Regions from separate parts of the Mus musculus genome. Here region 2 is linked to region 1. Evidence: chromatin contacts called from public promoter capture Hi-C data. All regions are on one chromosome and are shown on one strand. The core of a region is the stretch at or near the end of the contact, and the rest is flanking DNA. Distances in the headings are between cores, read along the strand shown. Region 1 holds the start of Pik3ap1 (phosphoinositide-3-kinase adaptor protein 1). Region 2 has its middle 6.3 kb from the start of Gm33951.

What was found. Promoter capture Hi-C pulls out the DNA fragments that hold promoters and counts their contacts.
Region 2: a contact with region 1 is called in a promoter capture Hi-C map of pre-B cells, with 4 times the contacts expected there. The contact joins the enhancer-like site here to the promoter of Pik3ap1 in region 1. A contact is called at or near these places in 12 of 39 promoter capture datasets (the C10 cell line, the HPC-7 cell line, frontonasal cranial neural crest and 6 more), 2 of 15 datasets of contacts at CTCF or cohesin (large pre-B cells and pro-B cells), 8 of 484 Hi-C or Micro-C datasets (the C10 cell line, LSK cells, bone marrow-derived macrophages and 4 more), 10 of 115 datasets of contacts at active chromatin or transcription factors (the 230-238 cell line, the HPC-7 cell line, bone marrow-derived macrophages and 6 more) and 3 of 9 other capture datasets (adipose tissue, liver and pancreatic islet).

What each region holds. Positions count from the first base shown.
Region 1 is chr19:41,380,566-41,388,007 of GRCm38.p6, forward strand. Pik3ap1 (phosphoinositide-3-kinase adaptor protein 1) reads right to left here and starts at 4,537. Exons shown (of 17, transcript NM_031376.4): 1 at 4,392-4,537. The coding sequence starts at 4,404.
Region 2 is chr19:41,435,050-41,442,491 of GRCm38.p6, forward strand. No RefSeq gene overlaps it. Among named protein-coding and RNA genes, the nearest start is that of Gm33951, 6.3 kb to the right of the region's middle. Within about 2 kb of position 4,127, at least 6 of the 459 cell types and tissues checked have an H3K27ac peak or open chromatin away from gene starts, as enhancers often do. A contact at or near this core is called in the HPC-7 cell line and pre-B cells, where this site is marked.

The DNA.
Region 1 (7,442 bases), core at 3,287-5,786:
TCAGGCCTTCTGTAACTCCAGTTCCAGGATAACTGATGCCCTTATCTGACCTCCTCCGGCATCAGGCAAGACACGGATACCCATAAAATCAATCTTGAAAGAGAACTGTCAAAGCTGATCGAGATCTGATATGATAAAATCACAGCCCTGAGGCACCAAAGGATGCCTCACTTGTAAATGAAGTATGGTGTCATGAATGGGAACCTGGGACACTGTGTACAAACTAAAACACTTGAATAAAGAATAGGACTAAAAAAACAACTCACCACCCAACACATGGGAAGCGAGTCAGGAGAAGCAAGAGTTATAGACTCCACTAGGCAACATTCAGTGAGTTCCAGGCTAGCCTGAACTATATGATGGCATCCTGTCTTAAAAGGCACCCCCACCCCAAATAATAATTATCAATTCACTAATTTCAGTAAGTGTGTTGTATTCATGTAAATTGCCAATAAGAAGGAAGGTTTGGAATATGTAGGAACTCTTTTTATCAGTGGCTCTCAACCTCCTTAATGCTACGACCCCTTAATACAGTTCCTCATATTGTGACCCCCCCAACCATACAATTATTTTCGTTGCTACTTCATAACTGTAATTCTGCCACTGTTACAGGTCACAATGTAAATATCTGTGTTTTCCAATGGTCTTAGGTGACCCCTGTGAAAGGGTCATTTGAGCCCCAAAGTGATCATATCCCACAAAGGTTGGGAACTGCTGCTCTAATGGTTCTTGCCATTCTCCTGAAAAAATCTAAATCTGTTCTGAAATAAGCGCATTAAAACCACAACTGAATATAGAAAACAGCCATTTAAAGTGGCGTATTGCTGGGGTTCAAAGTTTGAACCCAACCCCCATTTAGCAAGAATATTTGAGAAGGAAGTAGTTAAGCTTCAGTCAAGCTAATGTCATGACCTCTCTCTCTCTCTCTCTCTCTCTCTCTCTCTCTCTCTCTCTCTCTCTCTCGATGTGGGGGGGGATGTGTGTGTGTGTGTGTGTTTGGGGGGGGTTGTATGTGCGTGGGTGTGTGATTTGGACCACTATCGTAAATGGAGGAATATCTGCCCTTAGCATACATGATGGCAATTACATTTACCATCCCAAAGACTTCAGGGTCACTAAAACCAAAAGGTGGAGCAGCTGTAAAACAAGAGTTCAAAGTGGAAGTTCAAGTTCCCCCCTGGCCTGCCAGGGAGCGCCATGGGGCCATCTGCTTGGTCAGCAGCTCTCCCTGTGTGGGGAGTCCAGAAGTCATTGCTCCCCATTCTAAATTACTTCTCTCTTTCTCCTATTCAGTAAGAGAAACAACGTGTGAGCCAGCAAGGAACCCATAAACCCAGGCAAAGCTGAGAAAGGGGCTTTGTTCTCCTGAAGCTCAAAGAACAGGTTTGGCTACAGGAGAGGGGAATGGTTTGGGGACAGGGCTGGCTGACCACAAAGGGGAGTCCCAGTTGGGGGAGGGGGGAGCTAAAAGAGAGATGACACTGAATGATTCAGAAACCATCTGAGAAAAGAACAGAGAAGTGACCGCAGGTGACCTTGGAGTGGAGCCCACGTTTGAACCTGTGCACCGTTTTGTTTGTCTGTTCTATGTGTGTGTGCACGCTGGGTGTGTTCATGAAGCCACGGCCCATGTATGGAGGGCTGGGAGCAAGCAACAGGATTTGGTTCTCCCTCTCTACCATGTGGGCCCCTGGGACCAAACTCAAGCTTGGTGACAAGCACCCTTACTCACTAAGCCATGTTGCTGGCCCTGTGGTGCTAGAAGACCAGGAATAGTGGAAGGGCTTAGAGGTGATCCTGGCAGGGAGCTGGTCGGGGTCTGAGAGCTATCCTCAGGTTCTTGGGGGCCAAGACCTGGGGGGAGGGGGGCTCTAGTCTTCACCAGCTGCAGACCTGGCGCCTTTGGGGAAGTCCCAGGCGCTTTCCTCACTCTCTCTGGTAAATAAGAGAAACTATTCAAGCACAGGCTGGTTGCTCTCAAGGCCATTCAACAAGCAAACAAGTCAGGGAATGGAAGAGGAAGACTGACACTCACCCTCTAATGGCAAGAAATTTAAGAAGACCGGGGGATTAGGCTACAGTTGAGTGAACCTTGAACACATCATGCAGTGTGAAGGAAGTCAGTCACTAAAACCACAGACTACATAATCCCATTCATGGGCAAGCCCAGAGTGGGGCAATCTAGAAGAAATACTGGAGAGGAGGTGAGAAGAGAAAAGACCTCTCTTTGAGTTGATAATAACATTCTCCCAGATTCACATACTGGCAAGGACACTAAAGGCCACTTACAGCACTCTTTCAGGCACAGCCAATCAGTAGCCCATGAGCTGAATGTGTCCCAGGATAGCTATGGGTGTGGCTCCACTCATTCATAGATGACATCATGCCACAGTATCAAAAGCTGGGCACACAGCATATTGAGTGCATGCATTATGACATTGTTTTTAAAATAAGGACGCCATACAGGATATTGGCCTGGATGGCTCTCCAGCCTATAGCATGTTAGTGGGAAACCTGGCTTTCCCCTAACTATATATGACCTGCCCTCAGGGCTACTCATAAGTATAGACAAGTACCCAGGGAGCCCAAAGGAACGCAGTCTCACACCGCCTGGCATAGTGTTCCACCACAGAGGACACTGACAGCAGAGTTTTGGACAGCTTTATCCACTACCCCAGCTTTGGTTGTTGGGTTAGAGTCTTCATCTGAACCTGAGTCCACCCTTCAAACCTAGCCCCTTCAGTTATTCCCCTTAGAGCCAGCCATCAAGACACTGGACAGGAAAAGCAGGTTGCTCAAAGGCTTCCCAGTGTGCTGTCCTCTAGTGCACAGCAGCCCAGAGCCCATCCCATCCAGGAAAGGAGACAAACAGGAGCTTAGCCACCTTATTTTTAACTCTCCCCAAACCCTCCATCCACCCAGCTACCATAGCTGTTCCGTGTATCTCAAACACATAGAATAGACCCCTTGCCTGGGACATACTCCTCCCCAGGACCCCCTGCCTTCCCTCCTTCAGGGCTTGCCTACTTTCCCCTGTCCACTTTCCCGATGCACCTGCCTTGATTTTGTTATTCAATGAGCTGTTGCCTCCCCTGTTCTCAGTTACACAGCTTTCATCTTCTTACGACAGTGCCTGGAAACGGCAAGCACTCAATAAAGTTTGTCCAGTGAGTGGACCCTGAGCCACAGTGCTGCTTTATCCCATAGAGCCTGGCTAGGGAACCGCAGGCCATTGATGAACCACCCTCCCAGCCCCTTCAATAATAATAATAAGCATGTATTATCAAAGCCTTTTCTACCTTCGTTCCAAAGTACCATGACCCAAGGCTAGACCTTAGCAGATCTGGAGACAGTTGGCTTTAGCATCTGCTCCCTTCCCTCCCAAGCATTGACTTCCCCCAGCCCACGCTACACGATCTCTCTCAAGAGATGCTATCATCTGGTTTTCATTCTCTCTCAAAGCATCACGCTGGAGCTAGGTAAACACAAGTCAGCCAAACCGAAAACATGGCAACTCTCTCTTCTCATCTAGCAATTCCTCATTTAGTTACTGTTTTCTTTCACACCACCAAAACTCTGTGGTGAACAGAGACCAGACCGACAAGGTTCTCACCAAGAATCTACTACGCCTATAGCCACTGAGGTGTATAGGTGCTGCTCACTAACTGTCTCTCAACGTTGTCCTTACATGGTTTGTCCTGAACCTCAGCGAGCTAAGGACTTGCCAAGTGTACATATGCTCATGAGCTAGAAAGAAACCCAAGACCAACCAGAAGAAACTTCTGGCACCTTTTGATGATTTGCCCACCAAATTCCAATTACCCCTGGGCACATAAGTTACATAGAGAACAGAGTAAGAGTAAAATTAGAGTGTGGTCTCGGTTTTTTACCAAAATTCCAGAGAAGATATACAATCGCGGTGGACAAAGGGGGCTTCTGAAGCTGTCCCTGGACCACCTAAGACTGCCTGAGCGCCCCCTATTGGTTGGATAAGACCCTAAGAGAAGCATCTGGCTTCTTACAGAATCCGCCCTCCACCTCCTATCAACTGTCCTCAGAGTACTCAGAGTTAGAGCTGAGAAAGCGACCCTTGGCAACTTACAGCTAGAAGGGAGAAAAGAAGACTTAGAAACTGGGATAGGTCGAGCCCCAGGCAGGAGCAAGACAGAATCGTGCACAGACCGGTTAGGGGAAACGTGAGAAAGTTCAGAGGGGAAGTTTGCGACAGAGACTGGAGAAAAGACCGGAAAGAATACAAAATCCCCTCACTAAAGACTAAAGAAGTAGGGAGACAGGTCTCAAGACTGGGAGGGTGGTGTCAGAGAGCCTCAAGGACCAGGGGCGCGCGAGCCAGGAGCCGGGAGCTGGAGAGCGCTGCGCCTGCTACCCACCTGAGGCTGCCATGCCGTCCCGGGAGCAGCTCGCATCCCCGGCTGGCACCGGAGCACGGTATCCGGTGCCCACAGCCGCGGTAGGCGACGTCGCTGGCGCGGGGTTAGAAGCAGAGTCCAGCTGTGCTCAGGACAGTGGCGACTCTGGCGCTTCCTCCTGCCGGGCAGCGGGGACTCGCACGGGGGCGTGTCCAGAGGGTCTGCCCCGCCTGCGGGGCTCCGCGTGGCACCTGCACGCGCGGCGGTTGGGGAGGGGAAGTGAGAAGTCCACACGACCAGCCGCCAGCTCCCGGCGCCGACCCCTGCTCGTGCCACGTGTGTCCCGAAAGCAGGCAGCCACCTCGATGTCCCCCAAGAGCAGTCTGAGGTGCTGGAACTGGGGGAGGGAAGACAGACTGTAGGGCTAGCTAGTCTCAGACTTGAAGTGGGGAGGCATAGCACAGCTGTCCCAACCACCTTGTCCCTTGGGACTTGTCCTTGAGACACTGCCCCCAAGAATAGGGAAGGCCTGCAGGAAGGGGAAGGAGAAGCACCTGGCCCTAGGGTCTTGGCGTTGCCCTTGGGTGCCCTCCTGTGACCCTTCTGCATTTCCTTGGATCTGGCCCTCTAAGGGCACATGGGTGTTAAGCATAATCTTTGATAGATAGATGTTATCACTGCCAAGAACCTTCCACACACGATTGTTCCACTTCCACTATCAGAGCTCTTTGGCTTTCTTCCATCTTCCTCCACTTTAAAAAAAAAAAAAAAAATCTTAGTTTATTTATTTTGTGTGCTTGTGTGGGAATGTGCATGCACATGTTGTTCGGTTCACAGAGTGGACAGAGTCTGTTCTCTCCTTCCACCATGGAGTTCTGGTAAATCAAACTGATCAAAGTGGCTAGACACTAGGCAGCAGGCACCCTTACCCTGAGCCATGTCACCAGCCCCTTTCCCACTTCTGAGGGAATACATTAAACTGCCCGGATCGTCCAGGAAAAGACATCTAAGGGCCCCTTGATGGCAGCCTCAATACATCTATCTACAACTTCAGACCCTTGTCCTATAATGTAGCAAATTCACAGATCCTAGAGATTTGAGTCTGGGTATCTTTGGGCATAGTTTCTCCACCTAACACAGGCCAAGGGTCCCTAAAGCAGAGATGAACATGCTGCCTGCCATTCCCCCTGTTTAGGATATCCTTGGCCTCTGCCCCTACTCTGACACACCGTGATAGCCATTTCACACTATTAGAGTTCTTTAATTGAGCTTATAAAAACATTTCTTTATTTTTTCCAGAATGGCTTTAATTGATGCTTCCTGTATTCAGCTCTAAGTTCCTCAAAGTTAGCTCAATCTTTTTTGCTGTGGAGTCTCTATCCTCTGGTGCTAACTCTGGCCAGAAAATGTGCTCAGAAATGCATATGACCAGTAAATCCTTAGATCTGAGATCCAGGGACAGACCCCTCTTTTGAGACACTGAAAATTTGAGAATCCTGAGCCAAGAAGGAGGGACTATAAAATGCCAAAGTTAAGCCGGATGTTATAAAAGCCATTAGAGAGCAATGCTAACGGGAGGATTTAAAGTTTAGAGATCCTGAGCTTGAAGTGTCTGTGTGATGGGGAGCCCTGTCATGGCAGAAGGGCAAGGATGCAAAGGGTTGGGGGTTGAGAACCTTGTCATGGATGCCATCGTTGGAGTTGAGGCAGCAGTAGTGGGTGGGGCAAGGGGGTAAAGAGACAGAACCAGAGCAAGGGCAGAGCCATGGAGACGCCCACGCAAGACCACGGGTGCTTCTGCATCTTTGCTGAGTAGGAACAGGAACCCAATGTTTGGGAGGACCAGGCATGGGGGCCTTGGAGGCAAGGCTGTTAGTATTTGAGGATCACTGTGAGGCCCTGGGGAGAATGTCACCAGGCAGAAGGACAAGCCACTGCTGACACTGTAACCAATATGCAGGAGCCCAGGCTGGAGCAGCGGAATATGAGCAGGAAATGGGATGGGTGGTAGGACCAGAGCGTGGAGCAGGGACGGAGTTTAGCACCCTGAATTCTTATCTGACTCCTTCACTTACCGTTATGGAGCCTCGGCCAAGCTGTGACCCTGAAAGCCCACAGCTTCCTGGTGTGGACAATGAAGGAATCCCAGGTCAGAAAATATAAGACTCAAACACCAGCCCTCAGGATCCTACCTGAGCCTGAAGCCTCCTTCATGCCCCTGGACCTCTGGACATAGATGATCTATGTCCCCTGTTAGAGTCACTTTATAATCACTTGGCCTATATTTGAGGCCAAATCCCTAATGTCCCCGCCTCAAAAGCATGCTCCCCTCTTCTGACTGCAGGTTCTAGAAGAGTAAGGGCCCTTTCCTGACTTTTAACCATGATAATCTGGATGACATCAACCTAAGTATTCCTGCCCCTTCTCCAGCTGTTAGAGGTCACCTGTCAGGGGCAGGCAAGGTCTTGGTCACTCAGTCTACTGGCCACGTTTCTCACATTGTGGAGCCGCATTGGTTCCTGGAATTTGGCTGGGAGAGGACCCCAGAGGTCAATACTCCTGGGTGAAAGGGCATTCCTAGTTTTGGACACAAGCCACCATGTTTCTCTGATCAACAGAAAGAATCAGGTTAGGGGAAATAGTGTCTCCAGTTTTGCATCTCTGATATGACAGAATATTGCTCATCAGAAGAAGGGCCCATCTGCCATCCAGAAGAAGTCCCACTAAGTGGATGGAGAGGGTGGGGGACTTAGACCTGATGGTTACATGTTTGATATTGGCAAAGAAGAGCCAAAGGAGCCGGGCGTGGTGGCGCATGCCTTTAATCCCAGCACTCGGGAGGCAGTGGCAGGTGGATTTCTGAGTTCGAGGCCAGCCTGGTCTACAGAGTGAGTTCCAGGACAGCCAGGGCTATACAGAGAAACCCTGTCTACAAAAACAAAAACAAAAAAACCCAAAAAAAACAAAAACAAAACAAAAGAGAGAGAGAGAGAGAGAAGAGCCAAAGGAAAAGAAATTTCTATTCTTTATTTCAAGATGCTATTTTGAGATTATAAGTCTGAGGACCTCGGT
Region 2 (7,442 bases), core at 2,877-5,376, 54 kb after region 1:
GTGTTTAAATTTAATTTTTTTTAAAGTAAAAGCCTACCAGCTCTATAATCCTGGCACTTGGAAAGCTGAGGCAAGATTATCAAAAGTTGGAGGCCTACTTGGGTTACAGAACTAGGTCAAGGTAAATCCAGGAAACTTTATGAGAACATTTCAAATTAAAAAGTGGATACTTAAGGGTTCTTTGGAATGTCAGTTGTGTCTGATGGTATTTTGCTCAAACACAGGTGAAAGGATGTTCTGCTGAAGCAAGCACGTGAAAGGACACGTGATGAAGGAGTCTTCCGTAATGACAGGCATGTATTGGTCCATCTCACATTGCTTAGTTGAACTCCATTTGTCGGGACTCCATAGAGAGAAACAAACCAAAAAAACAAACTTCTGGCTGTGTGCTTCTCGCTGCTTCCACAGACTCGGGCTGATTGGCAAAGTGACGTCAGCTGAGACAGACTCACGTGCTGAGGCAAGACACGTGCTGTTTGGAGAGCGCACAAATAGGACTCCACAGCCTGTGAGAAGAGCTTGGGGCTTGCCAGTAGAGCTAGCTGTGCCATGTGTGTTGTTCTCACATCTTCAATGATCTTCACTTCAGTGAGAGAGGCACAGCCCAAGAACTTTTCCTGGAGTCCCCTCGACCTTGTTCCCCCTCGCTGACTAGTGCAGATTTGGCTGAGGCCTGGCTGTTCCTGCAAGGTCGTGCCTCCACTGCTGCTATCCCAACAGTACTGAACTGGACTCCTGGTGTATCTGTGAAGCGTTTGCAAGTAGATCCAGCTGCCATTGCTGACTTGTGAACTGAACTGCTGATTTCCTGACAGCACAGATGGGAGTTGCTCCAAAGAACCTTTCTAAACAGGTCCACTTCCCCTGTTTCCTTTCTTTTCCACTACCTCTAGTAGATGCTGGGCTAGAAGGGAGGTTAAAGAATTTTAAAAACCATCACTGAAAATAGGGTTCGAAAAAAATTCAAGTTCCAGGGTGGAGCTGCAATTCAGCAGTGGGAGATAGCATATGTCAGGCCCCAAGCCCTGCCCCCTCCAGCACCACCATAGATACATAAATAAATTCAATCCCTTATTAGTTCTCAGGCACAATATAAACTGACAATAACTATGATGTGGTCTCAGGTCATAGTTTGCTGACTTTAAATTTAGATCATCTATATAATATGACCGTTGATATAGTTAAGTTTAAATATACTATTTCTTTTTATTTTCAAGTTAGAGAAATATTTGTTATACTTCCATTTATTTTCTTTCCTTGTTTACTTGGTATGCCTTGTTAATTTTAGTGTGTTGGGGATTTTATAGTATACATCTTTTGTCTATCACACTCTGTCTTAATACACTAGTTCACTGACTGTATAAAAACCTTGTAGAGTGAATTTCTATTCCCCTTTGAACCTTTACTATGGCAACACATTTTATTTTTATAATGTTAAAAATCATATGTACATACTCACAAAGCCGTCATTTCTGATGCTCTCTATTCTAGCATTTCTAATTTTTCCTTGTAGGAGGATGAAGAGATGGCTCGGTGGTTAAGAGCACTGGCTGCTGTTCCAAAGAACTGGGGTTAGAGTTCCCGCACCATATGGAGGCTCACACCACCATGACCCCAGGGATCCGATGCTGCCCCTTTCTGGCCTCTACAGGCATCGCGCACTCAAGCCGTGCACAGTCATACATGTTAGCAAAACACCCATATACATAACATTTTTTTTTTTTTTTGGTTTTCCGAGACAGGGTTTCTCTTCATAGCTCTGGCTGTCCTGGAGCTCACTTTGTAGACCAGGCTGGCCTCGAACTCAAAAATCCGCCTGCCTCTGCCTCCCGAGCCCTGGGATTAAAGGTGTGCGCCACCACGCGCGGCATAACATTCTTAAATGTTTTAAAATGTCTTTGGATACATCCACAAGTTTGTTTTTTTTTTTTAAACAGGGTCTCTCTGTTTTGCCCTGGCTGTCCTGGAACTCACTCTATAAGCCAGGCTGGCCTCGAACTCAGAAATCTGCCTGCCTCTGCCTCCCGAGTGGTGGGATTAAAGACGTGCGCCACCACGCCCAGCGCTCATGCTTCTTCTACCCAGAGGACTTTCATCATTATAGTTTGCACTATGGCTGTGCAGGCTACATATCCTTTCAGCTTCTATATGTCTGGAAAAAGATTTTTAGAGGGGCCAGTGAAATAGCTCAATAGGTAAAGGGAGCCACTTGTCAAGCCTGAGTTTGATCCTCAAAACCTACACAATGGAAAGAGAAAAGCAGTTCCTGCTAGTTGTTCCCTGAAACAGAGAGACAGACAGACAGACAGACAGACACAGGGAGACAGAGAGACAGAGAAAGACAGAGGGTGACAGAGTGAGACAGAGAGACACAGAGAGAGACAGAGAGAAAGAGAATAAATAAATGTTTTACATTTTTAAAGGATTTTGGCTTAATCAGTTATCTCTAGGTTCAGTGAGAAACCCTGTCTCAAAAACTGGGGTGGAGGATGGTAAGGAAGACACCTAATAGTGACCTCTGATTTCCACATTCAACACACACACACACACACACACACACACACACACACACACACACCCCACAGAGAGAAAGTGAGAAAGGGAAGGAAAGGAGAAGAAACAAAAAGAAAAAAAAAACCCTACTTTGTTTTGGAAGTTGTTAGGGTCACAGCCTAGGCCCAGGCAGTCCTCAGAGACCAAGCTTGACAGGACAATTAAACAAAGAGGTCACGGTGAAAATCAATAACCCTCATGGGAAGAGACAGAGAGGTGCAGTGACCCAGCTCTCCTAGTCTGTCTTCAAGTCCTTCCATGAAGTCTGAAGAGCTGAACAGCCCCAGTCAGAGTGCGGCCTGCCCATCATCATCCTCTGGGTCCCACCCTCCCCTGCAAGGTTGTATGACACTTTGTCAGAGCTATGTGGAACCTCTCTCTGGAAGACACACTTCCCTGCTGGCTGGCAGAGCCCATTGCTTGCTTTCTCCCAGTGTGAGGCTTCTAGGGGACTTTCATCATCTGAGAAGTCTGCCATATATCACAACAAGAAGAAGCTGAAAGCGAAAGGCACAACTATCTATTAGAATACTTACATTTGGGTCTGGAGAGCTGGCTCAGTAGTTAAGGGCAATGTCTACTCTTCTAGAGGCCCTGAGTTCAAATCCCAGCATCCATGTGGCTCACAACCATCTGGAATGGAATCTAATGCCTTCTTCTGGTGTTCACGAAGATAGAGCACTCATGTACATAAAATACATAAATAAGTACTTTTTTAAAGGAAAGAAAGGAAGAAGAAGAAAAAAAAGAATATCTTCATTCTTGGCAGAGCATGATGGAGCACACCTTTAATCCCAATATTTGGAGAGCAGAGGAAGATGGGTCCGAGTGAGCTAAATGCCATCCAGACCTGCATAGTGAGATGCTTTCTCAAAAAAGGAAGGAAGGAAGGAAGGAAGGAAGGAAGGAAGGAAGGAAGGAAGGAAGGAAGGAAGGAAGATGGTTACAAAGTCATCTTTAGGACTTTATGTTGTACCTGTGTTTGACATCAAGGGGGTAAGGAGATCATTATTTATAGAAAATCTCTGATGTGAAAATGGAAACATTATAGAAATGTTTATTTTTGCTGGGCATGGTGGCGCACGCCTTTAATCCCACCACTTGGGAGGCAGAGGCAGGCAGATTTCTGAGTTCGAGGCCAACCTGGTCTATGAAGTGAGTTCCAGGAAAGCCAGGGCTACACAGAGAAACCCTGTCTCAAAAAACCAAAGGGAGGAGGGAGAAAGAAATGTTTGTTTTTAATAAGTTTTATTGCAATCTTAATACATGTTCATGAAAGTAACATAGTGTGGGAATACAACACAACACAGATTTCCGATCTGTCCCATCTATCACAGTGAGACCTTTGGTGTGGATGAGCCTCTTCCTAAGACGCTCCATTCATAGCCTTATAGTTCAATAAAGTTTCCCAGGTGTCAAACCCCTAGAATTATAGCATTGGAAGGATGTGCAAAATTATCTAGTTCACCCTGCAGTTAAATTTAGATTCCTTTTCCACAGCACACATGACAGATGGTCACCTAGCCTCGGTTTGATATTTCTAGCAACGGAAAACCTCAAAATCCATGTGACAGATGCTTCAATTTTTGGACAGTTCTGCTGATTAGAAATGTGCAACATATGCTAAAATCAGCCTTTCTGAAGTGCCTGTCGACCGCTTCTAGATCGACTCAGACAGCACATCCATTCCTTCTCAAACCTGCCCATCTTTCCAGTCTCCCTTCAGCCTTGCTAGAGGGAAAACATGAGCCTTGAGCTGCCTTCTCCCTCCCCTAAAAGGCTTCTCTGCTCCTCTCAAAATGAACCAGCCAGTAGTGTAACTTCTTTGGGTTTTTGTTTTTTGTTTTGTTTTTTTTTTTCCTTTTCATTCTGAAAGACTGTCCCAGGCTGGCCTCTGACTTGCAGTTCTCCTTAGTTTTCTGAGTACAGAGATTAAAGGAACTTCATTAAGCCTGGCTCGATTTCTTCCTTGATTTACCTTACTTTAAGTACATGTCTCTCAGCACCAAGCTGTCAATCAAATCAATGAAATAGAATTTCTGATGGGTTATTAAGACAATAAAGGTGCAGCTGGGCATGGTGGCACACGCCTTTAATCCCAGCACTTGGGAGGCAGAGGCAGGCGGATTTCTGAGTTCAAGGCTAGCCTGGTCTACAAAGTGAGTTCCAGGACAGCCAGGGCTATACAGAGAAACCCTGTCTCAAAAAACAAACAAACAAACAAAAACAGACGTTAAAGGTGCATGTCAAAAATCAAACTGTTGTAACGCTTACTCCTCCATTGTAGTTTCTCATCTTTGGAGAGACAAACAGTAGCCTGTGATGGCCTTGCAACATTCAAATTCATTTTAATGTTGTTTTATTTGTGTGCTTTTCTTTGAAATAGGTTCTTCCTGTTTCCCATGTTGGTCTTGTCCTCCTTGGGTCTGGCATCCCTCTTTTGCCTCTGCCTTCCTAGGAAGCTGGCGTCACATGTACACATCTCTGTACCTGTATTTATGGGATTTCCCACCTATAGAGACATAGGTGCATGCACAAACAAGGCTTTTTCCATTTAACAATATACCATGAATACTTTTCTAAATAGTACGTAGGCAGAGCATTCTTTTGAATAATCTGTACCATTTAATAGAATATATCCATGAAATTTATTCAAATGTATACTCCCAGGTTAATTCAATGGATAAACAAAACTATATGAGGTGTACCTTCTGTGTACGTTGTTATATTCTTTAAAAAAAAAAAGATTTATTTTATGTATGTGAGTACACTGTAGCTGTACAGATGGTTGTGAGCCTTTATGTAGTTGTTGGGAATTGAATTTTTAGGACCTCTGCTTGCTCCAGTTGGCCCTGCTCAGTCCCTGCTTGCTCCAGCCCAAAGATTTATTTATTATTATACATAAGTACACTGTAGCCAACTTCAGACGCACCAGAAGAGGGTGTCAGATCTCATTTCAGGTGGTTGTGAGCCATGTGTTTGCTGGGATTTGAACTCAGGACCTTTGGAAGAGCAGTCAGTGTTCTTACTCACTGAGCCATCTCGCCAGCCCACGTTCTTATATTCTTCTGCTTTTACATCTATGGGCATTTTTATAGATGTGAAATTACTGAATTAAAAAAAATGATGTTCACACCTCTAGTAGCTATGGTCAGACACCAACTGGTTGTGCCCACAGTTACTGGCTCTGAATAGTGTATGTTAGGGGTGGGTTTTCATCTGGGGAGTGGGGTTTAAAACCTTCTCATTCACTACTCACATATATAAGCAATAACTAACCACCCCGAGATTAAAGACATATGTACAAATCTATAGAGAACCATTAAAATAGCAAAAAATTTGAACATGCACACTTATTTAACGTCCAGGTGGTGGTGTTCCTTTTAAAGAAATACTTTAAACTTGGAAGCCATGAATGAGTAGATGAGTTTCACCACGTAAACGTCTAACACACCACTAACAAGTTCTCCAGATAAAAAGTAGGCTGGGAGGGAATATTTGCAAGCTATGACAAAACATCTGTGTTTCTAGTATATAAACTGACAATATGACCACTCCGTGGTTAAAGGGGAAGGTAGATATGAGAAAGAGAACAGCCAGAGAACAGCCCAGAGCAGAGAAAAAAGTAAACTGAATATGGCCAGCAGACCAGACATGGCCAGAGCTGTCTACAAGTGAGGGTAGACACTCTGTCTGCAGCAGAGGTTAGAGAATGGGGAAAACATGGTGAGTGAAGCCAGAGCAGAGCAGAGAGCGGGAGAGCACACAGCAAGAGTAGCAGGGGTAGAAGGAGGATGGGTAGGTAGGGGGAGGGATGCCCGTGAGCTGGGGGCAGGTTAGGGTAGGGGGAGGTGAGAAGGGGCTTGTTTGCTTTTCTCCCCCAGTTGAAGATCCACCTCTAATATACACTTTGAAAGGTGTAACAAGCACTTAGGATTCTAATATACACTCTATTCAGACTTTGAAAGTTGTAACAAGTACTTGTGATTCTGAGGGGGGCCTGGAGAACAGCATGAGCTTTGATATGCTAATAGGCACCACAGGTGGCCAAGTGACCCTTCAGCCAAAGGTATGGGAAATGACTCCTTCTGGTAGCTGGGAAAGGATTTCCTTAGCTCCGGAGGAATGCTGGGTTTTATCTAAGCGCAAGGAATCCTCCTACAGTTTCAGGCTGAGCTCCTTGAGCCGCCTTTTGGAGTTTTGTAATTTCCTCTGGACCTGACAATGAATATATAAGTTATTCCTTCAAATTAATGCAAAAGGAATCTACAAGCGGGCCGGGCGTGGTGGCGCACACCTTTGATCCCAGCACTCGGGAGGCAGAGGGCAAGCGGATTTCTGAGTTCGAGGCCAGCCTGGTCTATAAAGTGAGTTCCAGGACAGCCAGGGCTATACAGAGAAACCCTGTCTTGAAAAACCAAAACAAAAAAACAAAAAAACAAAAAAAAAAAAAAAAAAAAAGAAAAGAAAAGAAATCTACAAGCGGGAGCTAAAGATAGGAACAAAAGCCCATAGTGCACTACAGTCAACAAACCTCTGAAAAAAAGCCCATCATCAGAGGCACACAAAAGCCACGCGTTTTACACTCTCCCTGCCTGAGAGATGGACTAAGTCAGTACTGCTGAGCGATGTGCACTGTGGTCCCTCTCACTAGGGACCAGAGGGACCGTTAACAGGCTGTTCTCTCACGCCGTGCTGTACTTTCCTGCTGGGATGAAGGCATTTCAGAGCAAATGTCACGGCATGCCGAGCTGCAGAACATGGCATGCTGTTCCTTTTAGAAATCTCCGATGGAACCTTCTCGCCAGGTACATCTTCCTCCTAAGCGCTCTCAAAGCGCATAGTTAACGCGCTTCTCACCACTCGAGAACGCTTTCCCTTTTCTTTTC